2 separate regions of the Mus musculus genome follow, and region 2 is linked to region 1. A link is a contact called in public promoter capture Hi-C data. All regions are on one chromosome and are shown on one strand. Each heading gives the region's core, a stretch centred on a gene start, on an enhancer-like site or on the middle of the called end of the contact. The rest is flanking DNA. Distances are from core to core; before and after follow the strand shown.

Region 1 (6,291 bases), core at 1,031-3,530:
AAAAACAAAGAAAAGCAAAGACTCTGCTCAACAAAGAAAGGGAGCCCCCACCCAGCAAAAAAAGTCTCACCATGTAGTCCTGGAACTTGGTTATATAGACCAGATTGATCTACAATCCACAGAAATCTACCTGCTTCTGCCTCCCAAGTGCTGAGACTAAAAGTGTGAGCCCCCACAGCCTGCTGGAGACACCCAGATGACACAGAACAGTGATGGGAACAACCTTCACATGACTGGCCACAAGGCAGCAGGATAACCTGGCAACATTTTTGGCTGAGAAATGGTTGAATTTTCATTGTAAGACTAGTCACCATACATCTCCAAGCACTTTCTTAAAACAGCCTTTATCAAGCTGGGTCCAAGCCATGAAATTCACAGAAATCAGTGTGCCCAGCCACCCTAGAATTCTTCTGTGCAGTTCCAGATAGAAATCACAAAGAGGCTATGCCAGAACATATCACTAAGGCTTATACCTGAAAGAGAAACAATACAAGGGACAGAATTCCTAGCTTGGCTGGCTCCTCTAGAAATTGAAGAGGTAAACATAAGTGGTCCAACTATGGTTGCTGGGTACTGCAAAATGTGAAAGAAATAGCCTGCAGAGACCTGCTTCCTGTCCACTCTTTTTTCTCTCTGTCTCAGTCAGCCTATCTAAAGATACTTCCAGGACCCCTTAACAGACTTACATCTTAAAAAGTTCCTCTTCATCTTCCTCCAGCGTTTTAATTTCTTGCTCGGGAAGAGAAACTATTGGCTCGAACTGGGGGTCGTGGTTGGACTCATCTGCATTCTCTGTGGAAGTATCATGGTCCTCGTGACTGTCCTGTGTAGAGAAGGTAGAGTGATGTTGCTGGCTGGTGGACTCGGTCCACAATGGGCATCATCAATCACAAATGGCATCTGGAAAATGCCTCCCCAAATTGGAAATTAAGCCTTTGGTTTTATCTTTCACATCATCTGATTGTATTTACAACCAGCATCACAAAAAAAAAAAAAAAAATCACAGGATATCATGAAACAAGACTGTGTATTTTGACACTCCTACACACTCAAACATCAATGGGTTACACACACCCAAGTCCTTGGCAAAGTAGCTTGGGAGAAACTTCCTCTTCTGTTAAAAAAAAAAATACCCACCATGAAAAAGAACATGATATACTCAAAAGGAAGAGCAGCCGTAACAGTTTTTACTGAGGGTTATCCAAGCACTTGTTAGTTTACAATCCCTCCAGCAATAATACCCAAGCTTGAAATTTTAAGCCGAAAGAAGCTAGGAAAAGTATGACAAATAAGCTCTAAGATTCTGACTCAACTTGGAGAATTACAAGGACATGCATGTTTAAATCTGACAAGATCACGTGCTTTGATAATATAGAGAAATCCCAGACTCACTACCTAACTCAACAGGATAAAGAAACAGAAACCTTTCGTTCGGTTTCTCAGCACTGCGGCTAAGCTGCGGCCGACACACGAGCCACCAACAAAGCCGCCCCCGCCCAGAGTCCGCGCGTCTAATATCTGTACCCTGCGCTGGGACGCGAGCTTTCCCCACCGAAGGCGCAATGTCCTAATGAATGAAGGGGTCTGCGTGCAACTGGAAGGAGGATTGCCGCCCCTAATGGGAAGATCACAAGTGGGCCACGACGGAGGAGATCGGCCACCTCCAGGTCCCCAGGTGAAGCCGGGAGCCCAGTTTGGGCATGGCTGTTCATCCGCAGACCACAAGGTCACGCGCCGCCCTGTAGACCCCGAGATCGGAGTCTTGGCCAGCAGCTCCCACTCGCGGACCCCCAAAGACCTCGAGCACCCCAGGCCCAGGCGCCTCGACAGGCCCCGAACCCGCAAGCCAGCGAGGGTTGGAGGCCGAGGCGCGGGCCGCCCACGTGGCCGCCCATAGCGGCCCTTGCCTCTCCGGCTGCCCTGCCCCACCCGGGCCTCGCTGTACCTTGGCGGCCGCCATGGGGGCGCGGCGACGGTGGCTCGACTAGCTCAGGCGTCGCTGGCTCGGCGGCCTCTGGGCGGCTAGTCGCAGCTCCTTTCCTCCGCGTCTGGCGCCGGCGCTCCCGCCCGTCCGCTCTTCCCTCCGCCCCCCGACCCGAACCCTGACCCCTGACCCCAGCGGCGGGAAACGCGCAGTGATTCAAAACCAGTGTAGCTTTATTGGCTCCGACAGCGGACATTCATTGTCCGGCCCGCCCCGCGCTTCCCGCCAAAACGCCCGCGGCGCATGCCCGGCCGCGCCTCAGCCCGGGGAGCGCGCTCTCCCGGCGACCCACGCGCGCACTTCCGCCTGCAGGCTGAGTGCCTCCGACGCTGGCGTGAGCGGCTGCTGGAAGGATCAGTCGGGACTCGGCGCGCGGCGGTGACGTCATCGGAACCAAGCCCTTAGAGAGAGGAGACGCAGCTAGTGTGCGCTGGCCAGCCGAAGGCAGGCGCAGCGTGTGGCCCTTGGGGACAGTGCATCCGCAAACCTCAGTCCCAGCTCTGAGCACCCGAGTTTTGAGTCCCTGTGTGGAGCTGCGGTCTACCTTCACGGCGGCGTACCTCGTATCTGCGCCCTTGTTGGGTGGGAGGCCGAGCCGGTGGTCCTCGTGAGCACCCTGGTCCGGGCAACAGACGAGCCAGGAGATGAGTGAGCCGGCCGCGGAAGTAAAGCAAAGGGAGACGTGCAGGAGATGTGGACGGGGTGGGCGGAGGTGGGTTGGGGCAGCAGTCATTACTGTCGGATCAAAGATAGGATGGGGGAGAATTGGGTCTCGAGAGTAAAAGAACGGGTTTCTCCAGGGCTTCGTGGAGTGTGCACTAATGGAGATCTGTCAGCGGTTTGGGGGAGCGAGTCATACCAATTAGAGCCTTCAGCCAGGCCCGTCTGTTCCCACGTAGGTTCCGGAGCCCATGGAGGACTGCGGCCAGGATGCCAGTGCTGTACCCAGCTCTGCGGCCCCACTATGTCAAAAAGAGGAAGCAGGGCCTGGGCCAGCTGCAGGGCCTGGAACGCAGCCTGGGCTCTACAGCTACATAAGGGATGACTTGTTCACATCAGAAATCTTTAAACTGGAGCTCCAAAATGTACCTCGCCACGCCAGCTTCAGTGACGTCCGGCGTTTTCTAGGCCGTTTTGGTCTACAGTCCCACAAAATCAAACTCTTTGGACAGCCACCATGTGCCTTTGTAACATTCCGAAGCGCTGCTGAACGAGACAAGGCCTTGCGAGTGCTGCACGGTGCTCTCTGGAAAGGCTGTCCGCTCAGCGTACGCCTGGCCCGACCCAAGGCTGACCCCATGGCTAGGAAGAGGCGGCAAGAAGGTGATAGTGAGCCATCAGTAACACAAATTGCCGATGTGGTGACCCCTCTGTGGACAGTGCCCTACACTGAGCAGCTGGAGCAGAAGCGACTGGAATGTGAGCGGGTGCTACAGAAACTGGCCAAGTGAGTGTGGTGCTGACATCCCAAGCAGAGCTGGGTTTTGCTCTTGGCCTGGTCCATTAGCCATGTAAGCAATTCAAGATACACACAGAGTTTATGTCAATGGTTCTGTACCATTGGTGGGAACCAGTGGGTCACCAGACTTTCAGAGGGGTTGCCTAAGACCATCAGAAAACACATTTACATCATGATTCACAACATTAGCAGATTACAACTACAAAATTAAAAAATGTTATGGTCGGGGATCACAACATGATTACAGGATCACAGGCACCATTAGGAAGGTTGAGAACCACCAGTCTGAAGTGGTCAACGAAAGAACTCATAAGGCCCACAACAGAGGGATAGTGAGGTCGCAAATGAATTGCCCAGTATGGATGGGGAACAGTGTTAAATCCAACCATGATGTATTTCATCCTGCAGAGAAATTGGGAACACTAATCGTGCCCTGCTACCCTGGCTGCTTTTACAGAGACAACAGCACAATAAAGCTTGTTGCCCCCTGGAGGGGGTCAAGCCATCACCCCAGCAGGTCAGAGAAATCCCATTCTGTGTGTATGGGGATGGGGGGGCTTGGGAGGCTGGCCCTTGTTCATGTCAATTTTATTATGCATATGCTCTTTGATATTTTTCTTGCTTTTCATTTCTTCCCAATGTTTGATAAGCCAGCAGTAAAATCTTGTTCTGTTACCCCTTGGGCAAATCTGGGTCTTTTGTTCACTATGGTATTTCTTCTTCCAGTGCTGGGTAATCAAGGTTGAGATCTGACTCTTTACTACACTCCTACAGACTGAATATCGTAATAAATGTGAATTCCTGGTCGGAGTTGGGGTAGACGGCAAGGACAACACAGTTGGCTGCCGGCTTGGCAAGTACAAGGGTGGAACATGTGCTGTGGCAGCTCCCTTTGACACTGTGCACATTCCAGAGGCCACTAAGCAGGTGGTGAAGGCCTTCCAGGAATTCATCCGGTGGGGACCTTGCCTGGGGCTGGGCTTCTGGGAAGTCCCTGATCCATCTGGGACAAGGGGGGTGGCCCCTGCACTGGCAGTTGTGGATGTGGGGTAAGGGGACAAGGTACCAGGACAGATGGGCACACACTGAGTATATTTGTGGTTTCTTCAGTTCCACACCATACTCGGCATATGACCCTGAGACATATACAGGCCACTGGAAGCAACTGACTGTTCGTACCAGCAGCCGAGGCCAGGCCATGGCCATTGCCTACTTCCATCCCCAGGTCTCAGGTGGTGGTCCTGTTGGGGGATGTGTCTGGTATAGGTTGGCTTTTGCATAGCCTGATGGGAGTTTTATATCATCTACTACAGAAACTGAGCTCTGAGGAGGTGGCAGGACTAAAGGCCTCCCTGGTGTGCCACTTCATGGAGGGGCCAGGCAAGGCCAGTGGGGTGACCTCCCTCTACTTTGTGGAGGAGGGACAGAGGTGAGGAGCCCAGGTGGAGGCAGGAGGGGCCAGACAGACCAGTGACCCTGACAGATTTGTTTTCTCTTGTATAGAAAGACTCCCAGCCAGGAAGGCCTGCCCCTGGAGCATATGGCTGGCGACCAGTGCATTCAGGAAGACCTGCTAGGGCTGACCTTCCGCATCTCCCCTCATGCATTCTTCCAGGTAGCATACCCCTTGTGAGCATAAACACAGAGGGAGGGAAGCCAGTAACTAGCATCAAAGATTTATAGAACACACTCAGGTACTGGGGGCCCCAGAATAAGGTATATGATAACAAGGGATATTTGCTAGTGATTGGCCTCTTTGCAGTTAGCCAGTGAAATGCACAGCCTTATTGCACTCTGTGGAACCCAGAACAGGATCAATCACTTTCACTGTTGAAAAAACCCTATGGAGATAGAGGGTGGAGAGAGTCCAAGGTCTCTAGCATGAGGCATGCAATCACTCTGAGTTGCCCTGGGAGAAGTTGTGAAGTCAGGGAGCAAAACTCCCCATTGATGGGAGTCTGTTGTAAGGACTTGGTTTTTAAGAGACTGGGTGAGATCACTGGTATATAGAAAGAATGGGAGCAGAGCAATGTGGGACTCTAGCCTACACTGCAGTATTCCATGGGTAACTAATCTCCAGGTAAACACACCTGCAGCTGAGGTGCTCTACACAGTAATCCAGGAATGGGCACAGCTAGATGGGGGCAGTACAGTGCTGGACGTGTGCTGTGGCACTGGCACCATAGGCCTGGCCCTGGCTCCGGTAAGCTTCCCAGCCCTAGGTAAGACCGCCCTACTTTGTTATCATGAACCTGAAGGCTGAAACTACTACCCTGTCACTAACATAACCAGTTATGCTGTGTCTTTCTTTCCCAAGCAACCAGAGTAATGGGGCTTATCTATCTTTCCATTTCAGAAGGTGAAGAGAGTAGTGGGAATTGAACTGTGCCAGGAGGCTGTGGAGGATGCCCGGATGAACGCCCTCACCAATGGTGAGAACCTTTGTATCACACACATCTGGAACAGTAGTAACCTGTTGTGTGCTTTAATTACTGCGCCTACAATGTCTTGAGATATTAAGGATCTTCTGAGGAATGGGGTGCTGAGAGATCTGTAGACTTCTAACAGGCAAAAATAACAGATCAAAAGTTATTTTGGCCTGGGTGCTATGTAAGCCTGCCAGGCCATCCCAATGGCAGGCCCATAGTCATAGAGAACTGTGATTATCCCTAGAGCTGAGCAATGTTGAGTTCCACTGTGGCAGGGCTGAGGATCTGGTGCCAGGTTTGGTGAGCAGACTGTCTTCCCATCAACTTGTAGCTGTTCTAGACCCACCACGGGCTGGCCTACGTGAGTGGCTTCCATTTGGGGGGAGGCAATACCAGAAGTAAAAGAACCTATGTTGGAT
Region 2 (6,291 bases), core at 2,176-4,675, 2.1 Mb after region 1:
GAGTGCTCCACTCTTCAATCTGACCCTTCACTCTGATACTTCTGTTCCTGAACTCCTTAATAGTAGACACGCACTCAAAGGCTCCAATTCCTTTATGTACGAAAACTCAATCCATGCAAGTTCTTGAAGTACACTTTCCCTTTGTGATATTCTCATTACACCCTAAACAGGAGGCTAAAATAGTGAGCCCAGGCTACACGGGAAGGTTCTGTCTCAAAAAAAGAAGAAAAAGAGAGAAAAATAAGGTGAGGGAATTGAGATTTAAGTCAGTAGAACGCTGGACTAAATGCAGTCAGTAGAACACTGGGCTCAATCCCAGCTCAGCACAAACCAGGGATGGTAGCATACACCCCAGCCCTCAAGAGAAGGAAAGAAGCAGGGCACTATCAAGTTAGAGGTTACACTGACCTTGGTAAGACCCTGTCTCAAAATAAATAAACAAAAAAGCTTCCCTTTCTAATCTAATCCCGTCCTTCATGTCTAGATTACATTTAACAACTTGGTTTCAGAAGATTATCCACTTACTCAACCAATGCTAAGGCAAATAGTAAGTAGTGCTGAACTCCCTTCAATGACATCAGCAATCTGAGAAGCAAACACCATTGAACAGTCAATCCCAAATGCTATTAATCCTTTCCCCTTGCCTACTTTTTCTTAGTGGCTAGGAAAGCAATATCCTTGTTTTCTAGCCTTCTGTATGGTAATATCTCATACCACTGGCCTGCCTCTCCATCACCCCCTCCCCACCCACCCTCAACCCCACTCCTCCACCCCGTCTCACTCAGACAGACAGACACACACACGTGCCTCTATCTTTCTGGCTTGAATAGGATGTAATATCTAAAGCTAAAACAGTTCTCTTTAAAGCCAAGATAAAGGTCAAGGAATTTACACTTAAACCCTGACATTTTGGAGTATAGTACAAAGACAGCAGTCGCTTCTTCCCTCAAAACATCTTAGAAAAAATAATTCCCACTTATCTAGTCATCAGTTTTATAGCCAAATGCATTCCTAAGTAATTTTTTTTCTTTTTAAAAGCCTTATTCTTTTTAAAAATTCAATTCCTTACATGTATGGATGTTTTGTCTGCATGTACGCCTGTGCAACTCATGTGTCTGATGCCTTGGAGGCCCAAAGAGGGTAACAGATTTCTAGGCCTGGAATTACAGGCAATTGTGAACCATCATTTGAGTGCTAGGTATTGAACCTAGGTCCTCTAGAAGAGTACTAAGTGCTCTTAACCCCTGAGCCATGTCTCCAGCCCCAAGAGCGTTTAATTTTATGTATATGGAGGTTTTGCCTATATGTATGTTTGTGCACTACATGTGTGCCTGGTGCTAGCAGAGGCCTAAAGAGGCCTTTAGCCCCTGGAACTGGGTTCCAGACAGTTGTAAGCAACCATGTGGAAACTGGGCATCAAACCCAGGTCCCCTGTAAGAGCAGAGAATCTTGAGTGCTGAGCTAAGAGCTCACGAAGCCCAGGAAGAGTTTAAAGTAGCCAAAGTAGGTCTAATAAATAAAGTGATCAGTTCCCACTGAACTAAACCAAATGATCATCATCAGAATGCATTCATTATACAGAACTAAACTTGTAACCCAGTACTATTGATTTCTCTTGCTAGACAAGAATCCTGAAGGACAGGAGTGCAGCAACCTAAACTTAACCATATCATAAAATCTTATAACTCCTGTAAAGGGAGAACCGTGTGTGGGCTGGCAGGTGCCTGAGGACCTTGTGTTTGTATCACCTTTGCCTTTGTATCACCACATAAAGTGTTTATAAAATGCAAACGTTGGGACCTCTTTAGAGCCACAAGGCCTGGCTCATTCTTCATGCTAATTTAGAACCACAGTGGCTCAAAACAGACTAGTGATTACAAAGCGAGCAACTCCCATTCCCTATTAAGTTCATACATGTGGAGACAAGAGCAAAGCCACTTCAGGTTCACCCACATTCTCATCTAATGCATTCTCCCATAACCACAAGATTAAGAATGTCAGTTTCCAAGTTTCCATATAAATTTTAATACCACATGTACTGAGGGGAGGGTTAGACAGGACCTCAAGTAATCCATGGTGGCCTGACAGTCTGGCTCCTACTCCTAATCCACCTCCCAAGTGCCGGGATTACTAGCCTGAGCCACCATGATAGGTAGGCTAAACTCTTTTGACAAGTTTTGTGGTGTTACTAGAGACAAGCACCCTACCAATGAGGTTCCTCAGAGATGAAGTGTCCACTTCTTTTGCTGCCTTTTCCCGAAACTATCACAGCAAATCAACAGGATCACAGAAATCTTGTTACCTCCAAGGCACCTCCCCAGTTCCACCTGTTTAAGACTTTTTTCTTCCTTTCTTTTTTCCAGTCTTCTGCTGCCCAGCCTAGCCTTGAACGCCTAACCCTGCTTACAAGCAAGTCTGACCACACCAAGCTGTTTAAAAGCAATGCCTGATTTTAAACGTTAGCCAGTAAGCTACACCATATGCAACTTTTCCACAGATGTTAATAAGCTTCACTTGAGGAGCAGGTTCTTCCGCTTTCGCCACTTTCCAAGATTCTGATTTTGGGTGGCACCTGGGAAATGAATCTACATATAGTCCAGGTGCTGTTTATTTATTTATAATTCAGCCTTTCCCAGCTTGGCTCCAACTCGCCATCCTCCTGATTCAGACTACTGAGAGTTGAGATTACAGACCTGTGCCCACCTCGGGTGAATTTTAAGATCAGGTGGTGCCTTCGCCAGGCTCAATCTCATCTCTGGCTAGCTCACACGTTTATAAAGACCTCAGGCCCCTTGGTGTGTATGGTACCATCAATTAGGTAGAAGTTGCAAAGTTGACATCTTCGGACTAAGTTTCAACGTCAGTATTAATTCAACTGCTATGGAATTTCTCTTCTATTACACTTCATGTAAGATCCGGCCGGCCGGAAAGGCCACGTGCTTCCTACAGCAGTACAGCCCTTTCAAGAATATGAGCCGGACATGCAATTAACGCTCAGAAGTTCCCCTTTCCATCACATCCCTCGGAACTACTAGGAAAGACCGCGGGTCCGGAGAACCGGGCCGGGCTCGGCCAGACACCTCTCGCGGCTCGGCACCCAGAAGCCAGTAGGGAAAGGAGGACCAAGGAAAAGCTAGGCAGGGAGGAGTCAGCTTTAGCAAAGACCTCGTAAACAATGGAAAGCGGGAGCCCCACACGGCTACCTATCCCCCGAGGATGCGCGCAACCCCAGCTCATGGGAAGCCGGGGGAGCTGGAAGCGGCGGCCATTACCTGCGTCCAAGCAGCCGCGGGGCCTGGGTCGCAGAGAGCTCCCGGTAGCCGCCACCCAAGGGAGGCGCCCACGCCGGACCGCAGCGCCAGCCTCGCTGTACCCAACCTTGCAACGCCATCTTCCCAACCTCTGCCCCACCATGGCCCGACCTCTCTAACCCCGGCCTAGAAATCACTTCCGGGGCGAAGAAAAAAAAAAAAAAAAAAAAGCCACACAGCGCGGAGGAGTGGTCTAGAGCGCCACCTGGAGGCCGTTCAGTTCCGGTCTTCCTCTTCTCAGACCAGCGCCACCTTGGAAGTTTCTGGTGAGAGTGACTGGGGAAAACTTGAGGCTTTGAGTAACGCTGTGTTATCAGACACCCTCAGGTTATCACATTTAACCACAAGACACCGTTTCACTGTGCTTTATAGTCTCAGAAAAGGGAAATGGCCCTGTACAGTGGCAACCTTAACTCGCCAGGCTTGGACATCTGTCTGATTGTGAAAAGCAGAAAACGATTTATTAAATGGGACCACACTGAGAGGATGAAATTCAATGACTCCCCACGTTCATCTTCCAGGTCTAACATAAAGATAAGGTTTAAATGGAAGGCAAGAAGTGTGCAGTATAAGGAAATTGTGTCCCCTCACCAATCACCCTTCACCCGTCACCCCCGACCCCTGATCCAGCCTCCTTCTCCAAGCCTGCCCCCTTGACAAGTTGCAAATCCTTCTGTAGTTACTGGCTGCCCCCAGAAACTCAGGCTTTTTCCTTCCAGCATGAGATTTCTGGGGTGGTTCCATTACTGAAGTTTGATAGCCAAAGACAGAGCCCCAAGTGTTTCAGTTGAAGAAGCAAGGGAAGGGAGAGGGTCTCCTACACCTGAGTCTGGTTGATCTCTAGACAACTGAGAGTCAAGTATCCCAGCACAATTAACATTTGCTTTGAGAACAATGTTCCCTTTCTACAGGAATGTTTCAAATAAGAATGTTACAGTAGCAGGGAATCATGTGTAATGCCTAAGCATGGCATGTTTCCTTTCCTAACTATAAATCCGCAATTTTCTAGAACTCACAACAAACCTCACTTATAGTAAAAGAGACTTTTTAACTCCCTCTGCAATTTTATGGCCCTTGGTTTATATTATTAGATTGGAGTCTATCAGAAGCACCTCCAGGACTACTCTGTCATCTCATTTATTTCAAGAGGGAAAAGGAGAATGGGTGGGGGTGGGGGTCCCTTAGAAACTCTTCTGTTACTGGTGGTAAAGGTCTGGGCTGAGTGTTTCCAGGCTTCGAGAATGAAGAACATGGGGAGCGACCCTTATTCAGAAAGAGTCAGAACACACTGCATAACTGTGGGTAGCAGCACCAGTGGAGATGCTTAAGGGACCCCAGTCATTGTTTGTAGCTTCTAGATATGGGATGCAGAGGAGTTTGGTTGTTAAGGGATACCCACTTTGTGTGACTCTATGTTTTCATTCACAGATTAAATACACAATTGTTTCTTATTGTCCATGTTTTCAAAGTCAGTGTAGGCCAAATGGGCCAACATAAAGATGGATGGACTGAGCCAACTGAAACCAGAACCAGTGTGGGCCAGCCTGTGTCCGTCATATATATCTCCACCCCTCTTCTCACTCCCCAGACATCACAGGCTGGCCGCCTGACTCTCAGGGTCTGTGCAGAGTCTGCAGAATTTGGCTTGTTTTAGGCTATTTGCTGCATTGCTTTACCTCCCTCCCTCCACTCTACCTTTAGCCACGACTTCACTACCCACCTTGTCCCTGTTGCCCTCCTATTTAATTTCCCTCCTTTAGTTTTTCTCTATCAACCTAGTCCAGCCACTTGCTTTCTTTTTTTTTTTTTCTTCTCATTCATGACGTGCTACCAGTGTTTTGTGGTTTTTTTTCTTTTAGGTTTGGGGGTTTGTTTGTTTGTTTGTTTCTTGAGACAAGGTTTTGCTTGTGTAGCCCAGGCTGACCTAGAACTCACTCTATAGAGCAGGCTGGCCTTCATCTCACAGAGAACCACCTGCATCTGCCTCCCAAGTGCTGGGAGTAAAGGCTTTTTTTCTTAGTTAAGGGTTGTTTTGTTTTGTTTTGTTTCTAATGGAGGCTGGAGGAACAACTGGTGGATTAAGAAGATTTCATTTCCAGAAGCCCCCAGTTTAATTCCCAACACTCATGTTAGGTAACTCACAACTTCCTGAAATTCTAGCTCCAAATGATTCATGCCCTCTTCTGGTTCCTGAACACACACACACACACACACACACACACCAAACCAGGCATGGTAGTGCATGTTTTTAATTCCAATACTTGAGAAATAGAGGCAAACAGATCTCTGAAACTTTGAAGCTAGATAGTCTATATAATAAGACTGTCACAATAAACAAACAAACAAACAAACCACCACAAAATAGCAGCTCAAAACGTTATAGAAACCCACTATTTTGGAAACTAATTAAAAAATATAATTTAAAAAATATCTTGAACACAGGTACCCCCAAAAGACATAAGGTATTAAGTGAACATCCCAGTGCTGTGTGTGTTTGCATCCTTTGAGTTATTGGGTAGGAGCCCTGCACCACAAACAGTATAGCCTATTGCCATTGTTCTTGGTTTCCCACCATAACTATATAGTAAGATTCTATGATGAAGACAGATTTTGGTTGCAGGACAGAAAAATCAAGCTGGAAGTGACCTGGGGACTTCTTTCCTGCTGGCTGTCTTTCATATGCCAGCAAATGCAATTCAGGCCACTGGGGGAGGAAGGTCATCTAAACTGTTACTCAGGATGAGTACTGGGCCGATAGTGATAGGGAGTTTATGAGGAAAGCCAATGACTTCCACATCAGATTTGAGGCCTGCTCTATTGGAGGAAATACATGCCTTGTACCACAAAGATGATCTAATGCCATGGCTGCAAGGTCATCGGCCCTGATGGGAACCTACTTCTGCCATCTTGCTAAATAGACAAGTTATCTAAATGGACATGCCTTCTAAATATTAAATTGCTAGCCACAGATTGGTACGGC

What was found. Promoter capture Hi-C pulls out the DNA fragments that hold promoters and counts their contacts.
Region 2: a contact with region 1 is called in a promoter capture Hi-C map of second pharyngeal arch cranial neural crest. The contact joins the promoter of Parl here to the promoter of Trmt2a in region 1. A contact is called at or near these places in 7 of 39 promoter capture datasets (the C10 cell line, cranial neural crest, frontonasal cranial neural crest and 4 more) and 1 of 115 datasets of contacts at active chromatin or transcription factors (astrocytes).

Annotation. Positions count from the first base shown.
Region 1 is chr16:18,246,603-18,252,893 of GRCm38.p6, forward strand. It overlaps Trmt2a (TRM2 tRNA methyltransferase 2A), which reads left to right and starts at 2,281. Exons shown (of 12, transcript NM_001080999.2): 1 at 2,281-2,649; 2 at 2,884-3,431; 3 at 3,852-3,960; 4 at 4,218-4,399; 5 at 4,554-4,668; 6 at 4,757-4,872; 7 at 4,947-5,058; 8 at 5,524-5,646; 9 at 5,800-5,875; 10 at 6,117-6,233. The coding sequence starts at 2,629. It overlaps Ranbp1 (RAN binding protein 1), which reads right to left and starts at 2,092. Exons shown (of 6, transcript NM_011239.2): 1 at 1,946-2,092; 2 at 687-823. The coding sequence starts at 1,960.
Region 2 is chr16:20,298,937-20,305,227 of GRCm38.p6, forward strand. It overlaps Parl (presenilin associated, rhomboid-like), which reads right to left and starts at 3,426. Exons shown (of 10, transcript NM_001005767.4): 1 at 3,273-3,426. The coding sequence starts at 3,391.